Linked DNA regions of Drosophila melanogaster: region 1 is linked to region 2. The links are chromatin contacts, called in public Hi-C maps. All regions are on one chromosome and are shown on one strand. Each heading gives the region's core, a stretch centred on a gene start, on an enhancer-like site or on the middle of the called end of the contact. The rest is flanking DNA. Distances are from core to core; before and after follow the strand shown.

Region 1 (6,000 bases), core at 2,488-4,987, 82 kb after region 2:
AGGTCAGTAAGAAGTGAAGTGATAAGTTAAATATCTGGTAGATGCGAAAATGGCGGACAAATGGCTCTTGACAACAAACTGCACTAGGTGTGATCTATATAAATCTATATTCAAATTTACTATTCGCATGTTCATCAACTGTCGGTCAACATTACTTGGAAGTGGCAGATGAATGAACTGGCTGGGAATTTATATATATATTATATTATATATATATATATATATATATATATATATATATATTATACATTTCGATTCGGTATATATATTTATGATCATTAAAGCTTATTTAAAAGAATTATAAATGAATCTTATCTTATAGCTTATTTCAATACAACTCAAAAATGCAGCATTAGTTAAAACTGTAACTATAGTAATTGTTATAATACCAAATATTAGCCCTTCGATAAACCCGGTAAAACCCATCCGAACTGTGTCAAGTTCAAGATCCCAAAGGGGGATAAGCGCACCGATCCGATTTGGGGCGATACTGCCACTGAACCGAGCTGAACCTGCCATATTTAGGGTTCAGTTCATTTCCAAGCTCGTATGCCATTCACCACCACCATGATCGTCATCATGTGGGCACGGGCCTGAGCTCCTCCTGTCGCTTTTGCATGGGTTGCATGCAAATGAAGATGCTAAATGGGCCCGCTACACCCGTGGTTACCTCAGCGAATCTCATCGAATCGATCGTTCGATAGCCTGGGACATTGACGTAATTTTACGTGATTGTGGACATATAGCTACCGATTGTTTGATGGACGCCCCCACTCAGTGTGTTTGCCGCCATGTAACCCCAAGGTTGAACCCCATTCGGTTGGTCATTTAAATGGCCTAAATGCCCTCTAGTAGAGTAATTAGCGAGGGACATGTCGCGGTTTAATGGTATTTTTGGTTAATCCGAATAGACCATCTAAACAAAAACTGAAGGTCCGTGCAATGACCTTTATGGTAAATAAATGTGATAAGTTGAGGTATACAATGTGCCTAACTTAAAGAACAGAACCATGGACCTGCTATATGTTATACTTCATTAATGATATTTATAGTAATCCATTTATAGACAGCATTTCTATATGATTTCACTGTCGTTATATAAAACTTCCTTAAAGTGACAGAACAAGCCCAAATCGACTGTTGATTTAAATCTGTCGCTTCCACGTGGAATCCTCAATAGGATTATTACGCAAATTAACATTGCCGCCCAGAATACAATTTTATCAAATGTACAAACGCCTATGTTTGTCGTCGATTCGACTCTTAAATGAGCCAATTGCATTCCAAATTGTCACACGTGCAATGGCATATAATTAGAATAGATCAAATGATAAAATCTATTGTTTTAGAACCCCATAGAGATAGACATGGAAAGCGAGTAAGCTAAGTACTAAAGCGCTAAACGGCGCCTCGGGGGCACTAGATTGTGCGCCCCAGCAAACAATCGACTGTTTTCCATACTATAGCTATAGTAATTCCAGCAGAGACATTGTAGAAATAACAATTAGCAGGTAGCAACAAACTATTTGGATGAGTGGATGAGGCCATAGACATCTGTTTGATTAAATGGATTCTGTGTACTCGTGTATCTTCCAGTTGTTCCACTAAATGTTCATTTCCTCAATTTGATTTCGTTTTCATTCGAAATCCGAAATGGATGGGTAGTGGGTGGCAGGAGGCAATGTTATATAGGCTCGAACAAAAGATAACACAAGATAAGCAGAGCTACAGATACAGATACAGATAAAGATACTGATTCGTGTGAAGCCTCAGGTCGCTCATTGTTGCTGTAGTTGCTAGGGGATAATGAAGATAACGAAGTGATCCTCCCGATAAAATGTGGTGTGATATGAGTGGCATGTGGATGAGAACTGACGGTTCCCAAAGACTACCAAAAAAAAAGCAAAGATGTCAAGGCAGGTCTAAAAGCTGAAATTAGGCTTAGCTTTTCATTTACAATTTTGTATACCCATTACTCGTAGAGCAGGAGGGTATACTAGACACCCAGGAAAATTTTAGAGTAATAATAGGGTAATGCAAGGTCAACAGACTTAATGCCATTTTTTGGGGTAAAAGATTTAATGTACACTTGTTTTCGAAACCGATTAAAAAAAAAAGAAAAAGTTGGCATATCACGCTAGATTGAATAAAGTAATTGCTCGTATTTATTGGATTTGTATATTTAGCGAATTTTTTTTTTTCAAATTTAATGCTTACTGGTGGTAAACTGTTTAAATAAAGAAAATTAATATGCAACATATCGGTATTGTTATTGATATCGCCGCTAAACCTTTGATTTAACATCACTCGAAATATTTATTGAAGTGAAAACAGAAGCAATCGGCAAGTAAAATGAACAACTTATAACGTGTAATTAAATTTATATATAAATTTCTTTTAGTTTGTATGTTAACTAGCTATTTAATTGCGAATAAGTCCAATGTTCAATTGAATGTCCGTCCGTCCGTCTGACCGTACATATTTTTTTAAAGATATTTGTAAAAAGTTGAGACAAGGCATGCATCCCGACATCTGAGTAACAGGTATCTGGTTATTTTATAGATGCTATGTATAGTTAAACAACTATTTTACAAAAATGAAATTGCTCACAGATTAGTATTGCGAGAAATCTTTTTACTTTCGAGAATTCAATTGCAAAATTTTAAGGTTTTTATGGAATGTTTTTTCACCCCTTTTGTCATAATTATTTGATTACCCTCGAATCCGGACCTTCTCAGATGGCGTAAAGTCCAGATCGTAAATCTGAGCCAAGAGTTGACAGCTCAATTGCCAATTAGACCAATGCAACAGCTCACTCCATTAATTGAAAAAATAAACAAAAAGTGAAGCGTGCAGTAAAATTCGGGACCAATAACATTTGCTTTTTGTTTTGATTTGCCATCATCAGGTTTCAGGTGCATTAATTCTGTTTGCTTGTTTAATTTTTTGCTTCTTTCGGACCATTGCCTGCATACAAATGAAGTTTGGCAACAAACAGCATTTGTTGCCTATTGGTTTTTGCGTAGATTTTAAACTGAATTACAAAAATACTTCCTATACGGGTCCCTGGCCTGTTTTCAAAACAACCAGCAGCTAAAATCTAACAATTTTGACCATTTCGGACACGATGACAAGGTTGCCGATGCCTTTGGAATTTCTAATTCGCAAGGGAACGGTGTTATTTAAAAATTCTATCAATATTGTTATTGTCTATCAGTGGGCCACAGACAACGTGTGCTGCCAATATTTTATTACTTTGTTGCCCATGAGGCGCATTTGAACATTTCGAACGCGCCAAAATCGGACTCCTGATAAGCAGATAGAGATAGTTGTCTACCGACCCTATCGCTATCTCACCCCAGGTGATTAAGTGGTAAGTGGACAGGTCTGACTGATAAGAGCGATTTGGAAAACAATATCGAAAACAACTCGGCTTTCAGTGGGTTAAAATGCCATCACTAGTCGAGGGATTGATTCGATGGGGAATGTTGATGTTGCCACCGGTAAATGTTGCCAAGTGGAAATTAATATTTTTAGGGGGGCTCTCTTATAATATGGGATGTAAATATGACTTATTTAGGTAATACAGCCTTAAAATCATAGGTACATTATAAATATAAGATGTAAGATAAGAGTTAATAAAGATGGAACAACTAGGCGAAAGTAAGTATGCAGATTTTAAGTTATTCCATATTAGTAAGTAGTAGGCTATAAGTTAAATTGCATTGCACTCGGCTAAATTTTCCGTACTAATTGTGTGTTCTATAAAAATCCAGCTTGTATCTTACTGCTTTTTAGCCCATAATCATAAAAGTGAAACCCAATCCACGTTTTTTTTCGCGAATTCACAACCCTGACCACCTGTACATAGTAAGTGATGAAGCACACGATTCAATGAAATATTCCCATTATAATAAACAAAGAAGTGTAAATATTTTAATTACGATTTTATGCACCACCATCTACGTGCAATCTGCACCTATATACATAAGTATATATCTATATATGTACATATGTATGCTTTCCCTGCATCCTCATCGAAAACGTGATCAGTTGGGGTCCGAGAGATTTTTTGATGATTTACAAAAACCCATTAAAATAATACGAAGTTTGATATTAATGCTGATTACTAAAGACCCACTTCAATTACACTTAATGACTCGAAATTACAAAACGACAAATCTAATTGAATTAAATTTATAAACATACAATGCGGTTGCAGTGATAGAAGTAATAAATACAATAATAGCTTTCTATGTAAGAGATTAAAATATAATAATTTTTCTTTTAATATAAATGTAAAATTTTTGGATCTCACGCTACTCTTTAGATTAATAATTTGAGTTGGCTAATATAACCGTGCAACCAAAAATGCATTATTAACTCAATCGCAAACAAATTAGTTTGTTTATTATTTCATAGAGTAATTGTTTATAATATTTTGGAACTGGAAACACGGCCGAGCTGGGTTCTTCAGAACTTGAGCCAAGGCCCGGGATTAATTTCCATTGAATTAGCTAAGGGTGAGAATTTGTTTTTAGCTTAATCTCGATGCGACTGGCAGGTGGATCGTAGACAGATATAACCGTTAATTAGCATTAATTTCGATCGAACTTATTTTTATACACCGCAGAAGTAATACATATTTCGGGCAATATTTTTTCACATCGGTGCCAAGAGGCGCGAGGCGTCTTAATAATCACTTGCTAAATGGATCTACAATCTGCCCGCTAACGAATCAGTCATCTATATACAATCTGCGAGTATCCAAAACTGCGCGCATTAGGGCGTATTTTTCCGATTCCTGGGCCCAGATACAAAGCCGAATTTCGCATACGGCCGAAAAGCCCTTATCAGTCTAGACCCCTAATACTGTGGCTAAGAACTGGAGAATTACCGTCTTTTGGACTCTGATAAGCGAAAAAAGGCCTGCGTTCGCTTTACGTTTTCTAATTATAACCGCGGCAGCGTAAATTGCTTTGGAAAATGTAGCTTTTCCTATTTTATTGTTATTATTATTATTATTATTATTCACACACACGCACGTTAGCGATTTAAAATATTTCGAGGCACACGCGCTAATTTTTTCGGGAGCGAATCATTCAGATCGTTGTTAACTGCAGCGCGGCTCAAACACGAATGATCGCAAAAGACGACGAGAAATATACATATGGCAAAATAAACGGAAAACCCGAAGCACCATGCCGAACTATAAGTACTCTTTTAATTGAAATTCGAAATGTTATAATACTAGTAAAGCTATGTTCTACAAAAACAAGAAGATTTCCTCATTATAATTCTGAGCATTCATAATTGAATTAAAATTAATTTTAATTTTTTCACTAGAACGGATATGTTCCAAGAGTAGTTAATTTATTTATTTATTTACTTTTGAGTTACTCTTCGTAAGGGTATTAAAGGCAAAGAGAGATGGTCGAATAGGAGCAACAACAACACCAATAACCACGGCCGGCAAAACAAACGAAAAGCCCGCAAATTTAAAGGGTGGGGAGCAGAGATAAGGAAGAGAGAGGTAGAAAGCAACAGTGATAGTATTTGTGTGGGCGAAAAAGTGCGTGAGCAGGTTGAAAAAAAATCAGCTGATTGCATGTGAGCTATTAAAGAGAGCGAAATGAGAGCAGAAAAAGGAGAGTGAAATTTATACATATGTTGCTTGTTTATGCCTGTCAAATGTAGGTATGTTTGTATTGTCGTTATCTAGGTAGGTTTATGAGACAACAACAATGCCATAATAAATATTATAAATACATATTTACATATGAAGCTATGGTAATCTCTATAGAATTACATCCTCAATTGTCAAAAGCAGTGATCTGTGCAGATATTTAACTTATCAAACGCACAACTGAAGTCAACAAACAAAAAACAATGTGTTTTATTATAACAATAATATAAACAATGTGTTTTATTATTTATTTTTAGACAGGGTGATTCAATAGAAATATCTGACACGAAATTTACTCTTTATACACAAATACG
Region 2 (6,028 bases), core at 1,796-4,295:
AATAATAATAAATCAAAACCAGAAACCTTTGATTTAACAAAAGTTCTAACATAATTAAACATATTTTTGGTATTACATAGAAAATAAGTATTATAATCTTTTTCTCAAAAGAACAGTAACCAATTGAAGTAGTTTTATCTATGTACATTAAACATTTCAAAAATAATAAGCCGAAACCATAACAACTGTATATCTTTCACTGATTTGATTTTAGTTCACGATCTGTATTCGGGTTGAAGCTTTGGGTTCCAATTGGAAGAATTGACTTAGGAATATCCGGACGTTTCGTTTTCGCTTTCCTCTACAATTGATTTCTTGTCCTCCGGCTTGCTGCGTCCTGTGAATCTCTCGAAGATGGAGTGCTTACTGGACTTCTTGCCACCGGAAGTTGCCTTGAAGGAACCCCACGGCACCTTTCCAGCCTCCGAAGTGGTCATAAGGATGGAGTACGAGGAGCAGACCTCGCCCTCTTTGCTGTTACGAATCCCGTAGAGGAAGTACACCACCATACCGATACAAACCCAGACAAAGAACCTTACCCAAGTCACGGCATCCAGATGGACCATCAACAAGATGTTACAAAAGATTCCAAGTGCAGGAACGAAGGGAACCAGGGGAACTTTGAAGATCAGGCCACGGGTGTTCTGGTTATGGACAGCTATCACGGCCACGCAAGTGCCTGCTGCGAAGATGATGAATCCATAGATGATCAGTGCCCACCAGGTGCCCGTATAGAGTTGCGTCCACGACACCTTTAGCTCCACACAGATGGCAAAGCTCAGGAAGATGAACAGCATCACGGCGACGGACACCACAGATCCCGGTTCGAAACGTCCTAGTAGGGGTTCCAAGCACCTGAACTGGGCCTTTAGTCTTCCAGCTAAGACTTCCTCTATCATCTCACTGGTCGGTGAGGAGGTATCCATGCTGGACTGGGACGCCACATCCTCGTCATCATCGTCGTCGTCGTCGGGACTTCCAGCCACTGCGGGTACCCTAATCGTGGTATGAATTCGCTCCATGGGACGATATCGCAGGATGATCACACTGGCCGAGACGATGGTGTAGGCCAACAAAGTGCCAATGGACATAAACTCCACCAGCTTGGCCAGATCGAAGACCAAAGCGAGGCAGGCACTCATTACCCCGGATACCACTAGATTCAGCAGTGGCACCTGGGTGGTCGGGTTAATCTTCCCAAAACAGCTGAAGAGCAATCCATCCGAGGCCATGGCGTACATGCAGCGTGGCAGGGCGAACAGGGATCCCAACAGGGTGGTGGTCATTCCACACAGAGCTCCGATGGAGATAAGGTACTTGGCCCAGGAGAGGTTCAATTGCCCAAATGCCTCCGGCAATGAGGCAGCCGGATTGATCTCACTGATGGGAATCATAAGGGTCAGAGCGGCGCTGACAAGGATGTAGCCCACTGTCACCACGAACAATGAGATCACAGTGGCCACGGGTATGGATACCGATGGGTTTTTGGCCTCCTCACCGGAAGTGGCTATGGAATCGAAGCCCACGAAGGCGTAGAAACAGGTGGCTGCACCGGCGATGACTCCTCCAACGCCGTAGGGCAGAAATCCACCCTCAGCCTCGGACCAATTCTTACCATCCGCATACCAGAATCCCACGCTGATGACCAGCACCATCACGGCTATATTGACCAGGGTGAGGAGACTGTTAAACACCGCCGTGGCCTTTACTCCTCCGGCCAGAGCAGCCGCGTAAACAATGCAGACCAGGAAGGCTAAGACGTCGGGGTATTGGGCCAATCCGGGCTCGTGGATGCCACCCGTTAGCTCCAGCGTTGTGTTCCCAATCCAACCGCCCAGCATTGAATCCACGTATCCACTCCAGGCCCTGGCCACCGAAGCTGCACCCAGCATATGCTCCAGCAGGATATTCCAGCCGATGACGAAGGCCCAGAATTCACCCATCGAGATGTAGGTGTACACATAGGCCGATCCCGCCTTGGGCACTCGAGTCCCGAACTCCGCGTAACATAGGGCGGCCAGCATCGAAATAAATCCGGCCAGGATGAAGGATAATATGATCCCGGGTCCGGCCATTTCCTTGGCCACAGTTCCAGTCAGCACGTAGATGCCAGCGCCAACCATATGGCCAATGCCTGGGGGTAAACACATATGTTCATATTTAATATATGAATGTAGAGATAGTCTTGTTTTTTCGTTGATGGCACATACTCTAATTTCTGGTTCTTGTAAAGCAATAATTCTGATGTCAAGGAATATATGTAGATAAGGTAAATTATGTTCTATTCCTATCTGAAGGGTTTTAAAATCTCTACAAATCTCTAGGGGGTTTTCAAAACCATGTATGTCTTCATATCAGGGATTTTCTCTACTTTGAAGGTTAGTCTAGTGCGTTGTTAAAAATATATATATATAAATAATAAAAACCGCTTAGGGAATGGCTTTTAAAGAAGTTGTTAAATGTTTAGCAAGTCATTTTGAATTAAGAGTGGCTTGTCTCTGGCCGAAAGATGCGCGTGTGGCCCCGTAAAACTTGTTTAAAAATGCTTAAATACTTAAACATTCAACGTGTTCAAATAAAAAAAAACAGTAATTTCTACAATGTATCTTTAAGTACCCCCAACTCTGAACTTTAAGATAGCAGATGTTTGCATTGAAAGCATTGTAGCCCCCAACATATTGTTCCCTAATCGAGTGGTAAACCGGAGAACAAGCCGGTTACTGATCGATTAACTGAAAGTACCCAATAGAGCGATGTCGAAGGTGTTGAGGCATCGGTTTAGCGGCGTCTCCATGACGTCAGTGGGCACCGACTTGGTGCGATTCATCTTGGTGCAAATGCCCGACAATATGTGCCTCAGGATCGCACGTCGTGAGCTCGGCATCCTGGTTGAGACGAAAGTTGAAACCGAGCTGAAAGGAGTTCGCGCCTCTTGGGCCACTTGAAGGATCTGAACTTGGGGATATTTGGATATATTTCACGGAATATTCGATGCGGCACACGGGACACTTTCACTTGTTGTACACAAACAGCTGTGACTATATCGATTTTTGCATCAAATTCGAAAGCTCAGTGGGCGAATTGCCGAGTGTTTGCACACGGCCAGGAGGCAGCTTTCGTCACCGAGCTTTTTTTGAAGTGCGATAAAATTGCCACACTAAATGTTGTAGTTTTTAAAAAACCTTCAATATGGAAATTATAGAGTGAATGATACAAAAAACGATACTACAAAATTATTATTCGGAATATTCCGATGTCTTTTAATTTTCAATGCGATAAATAATCTCTAATGTAATATTTAAATTTTTAGTTGAACCTTAAAACTATTTTCTTTGTATTATGTTTTTACTGAGATAAATACATGTAGGGCCCCGCAAAGTATACAATTTAATTCCGTCTAATCGTAAATAAAATATCTGCATATATTTCCATATGATGGAGCATACTTTTAAAGGCCAATTAACTTCGTTTGAAAGCTTGCTTGTGTTTGTGAGCCAAAACCGGAAACTAAATAAGCGTAACCATTTTAAACAAATTGTTATTGCTCCTGCCAATCAAATGATCGACATTTATAAGTGGAATGTCGTTTAGTGATGATTAGAATAATGCGTTTACAAAACTATCGTATATTTTAAGCTAAAAGTCTTTAAAAATTAATGCCAACTGATTGTAGATAAATATTCCGAATATTAGCAAAATAGGGAAATTATGAGTACCGCGAATGCTATTGCCATACCTGCAATAAAATTTTAAAATAAACAGCCAATAAGTTGTATTATTATTATTTTATGTCTGAAATTAATTTTAATCGCCACAAAGTGTGTTTGCACTACCAAAACTTGGAGAACAAGTGAGGTTTACTTTTGCCTATTTCTTCGTAGCCAACAATGTCCGGTAATAACGAAATGTCTGATCACGAATTTGTTTTGTCACTGCCGCCGAGCGAATGCAAGAATATGTGATCTTTGCTGATCCACGGGAGAGATAGGTTGTCACACCCTTTATGGGGACCAAAAATTACGTTTTCCATTAAACATATGTTGGTGTTTTTAAGTATAGTCCGCAACACTTCATTATGTCTTGAAAGGCCCAATCAACGAAACTTTAATGCAATGTTTTTAAGTAAAGAAGTACTATGAAGTCGAATGGAAAATACTCTTAGGGTATTGATTCAACTTTCAGCAAAGTGTGTTTCTTATAAAGCTAAGTTGGGAAATTAGTTATTAATAGGGTTACATTCAAGAAATGCGGTACTATATTTCATATCTCTATGATAACGTTATGATTATGACTGGATGACTAAACCTTTGTAGATATAGATCCTTCTTTAAGAACAGACCCTTCTGGGATGGTTACCCTACTTATTATAGTATAATATCAAATATATTAGTAGCGGTTCTGGGAGCAGCAGATACCATCCACTGGCAGACTGGGTTACGTGATGTTTGTCAAAGGCAGAAGCGCCTTCGAAGGCACCTCTGGCATCGCGATGCAGATCGTGCCGGCATATGGATACGGATTCGGGTTCGGCCTAACCATATGACGGTGGCTAAGTGAATTACCCTACCATCCGTCTCCATCCGTATTCTTCCCATGGCGACAGCCCACCATCGCCATCTCGCCATGACCGTTGCCATTTGGCTGCGAAAATCTATCAGCATCACGAAGCGGACGCTGGGCTTCCAAAACTTTGAATACTAATACCTGTTAGGGATGACCAGGCGCATCGGCATCGCATCGGCTCCGAATTCGTCGTCAACCTGTCCGCAATGCCGGCTGTAGTTGCATGACAACATCTCCATCGCACACCTCCATATCCATATGGCCAAAGTCCCACTACCCCGTTTGGTATCCCCGCCCCCTTGGAGCCCACATCTTGTAGTACAGGTAGTTGCAATGACGGATTTTGACTCTTTGGCCCTAAAAGCACACCGGCGAAGGTGCAGTTTTTCAGCTCAGTTTTCAGTTTTCAGTTGTTAGTTTTTGGTTTTCATTTTTCAGCTGGCTACAAAATGTGCCAGTCGCGCGCTTGGGTCAAGATGGCTAAGACGGCGACTCAAATGGCTAAAATGGCTAGGGGAGACGGCGAGTGGACGGTGCTCACGCGTCTCGCTGCCCACGAACTCCATATGAATGGAAAAAATAGTTGGCTCCAGGCGCCGGGCTACTGGATGCCCTAACTCTGAGCAATCAATTCGGAAAGGGTTAAATTGATGATAGTGACATGATGCAACGATAACGCCCATGAAAAGATTGATCAATATGCCCTGAGATACAGATTCCAGATATTTCGGCGACCTTGAGCCCACAGATGAGCCGAATATCCAAATTAAAATCATTAACCTACGTTTCTAATAAGAACAGCTAGTTGCAACATATTTATATTGATATTTTTACCTATCTCACATTTTATAAATATAACATATATATCAATCTAGTCCTTAAACTTTCCAAAGGACCTCAAAGATATGCATAAAGTTGTGGAGCATGATCTAAAAATGATACAGACCATGGATATTTTTTAATAATAATTAATAAAGTGCTATAATTATAAATCCAGCTTCGCAATTACGTTTCAAATGACACACCCCCATAAACGAATATGTATTATACCCGTGATCGTATAACTCGTTTAATTCAAACAAATTGAAACAAACAAATTGAAGTATATAAGGTGTTTTGCAAGCTGACCTCTGACATTTGGAAGTTCACTTGAAAGCGGGTACTATTTAGATAAATTCTAATCTGTATCCGTTTTGTGTGCTACCCGTGTAGTGCGGCGAATAAATAATCACAACCTGCCAATAAATCGTAGTACCCGATTTAGTGGAGTGTGCGTGTATAAAACCACGAGCGACGTAAAATAAACAACAACAAATATATTAAGCTACTAGCATTGGTTGTATTATTTGTCGTTTTTGTATTTTGTTTTTTTATTTTCGGTTTCTGTTTTTGTTGCCGTTGTATTTTACTTGCCGCGTCTTTGGATTTTTGAGGCAATATCCGAAACGATTTCTGTTAAATCATA

The links. Hi-C and Micro-C count contacts between places; a contact is called where the count stands out from the background.
Region 1: a Hi-C map of the OSC cell line shows a contact between it and region 2, with 2.8 times the contacts expected there. The contact joins the promoter of ND-39 here to the promoter of CG13248 in region 2. A contact is called at or near these places in 9 of 107 Hi-C or Micro-C datasets (the Clone 8 cell line, the Kc167 cell line, the ML-DmBG3-c2 cell line and 5 more).

What each region holds. Positions count from the first base shown.
Region 1 is chr3L:20,488,345-20,494,344 of dm6, forward strand. ND-39 (NADH dehydrogenase (ubiquinone) 39 kDa subunit) reads left to right here and starts at 3,738. Exons shown (of 5, transcript NM_140977.2): 1 at 3,738-3,870. The region is part of intron 1 of ZnT77C (Zinc transporter 77C); the gene reads right to left.
Region 2 is chr3L:20,407,521-20,413,548 of dm6, forward strand. CG13248 reads right to left here and starts at 3,046. Exons shown (of 2, transcript NM_140962.2): 1 at 2,743-3,046; 2 at 1-2,134. The coding sequence starts at 2,884. The coding sequence ends at 267. lncRNA:CR45973 (long non-coding RNA:CR45973) reads left to right here. Exons shown (of 2, transcript NR_133284.1): 2 at 1-38.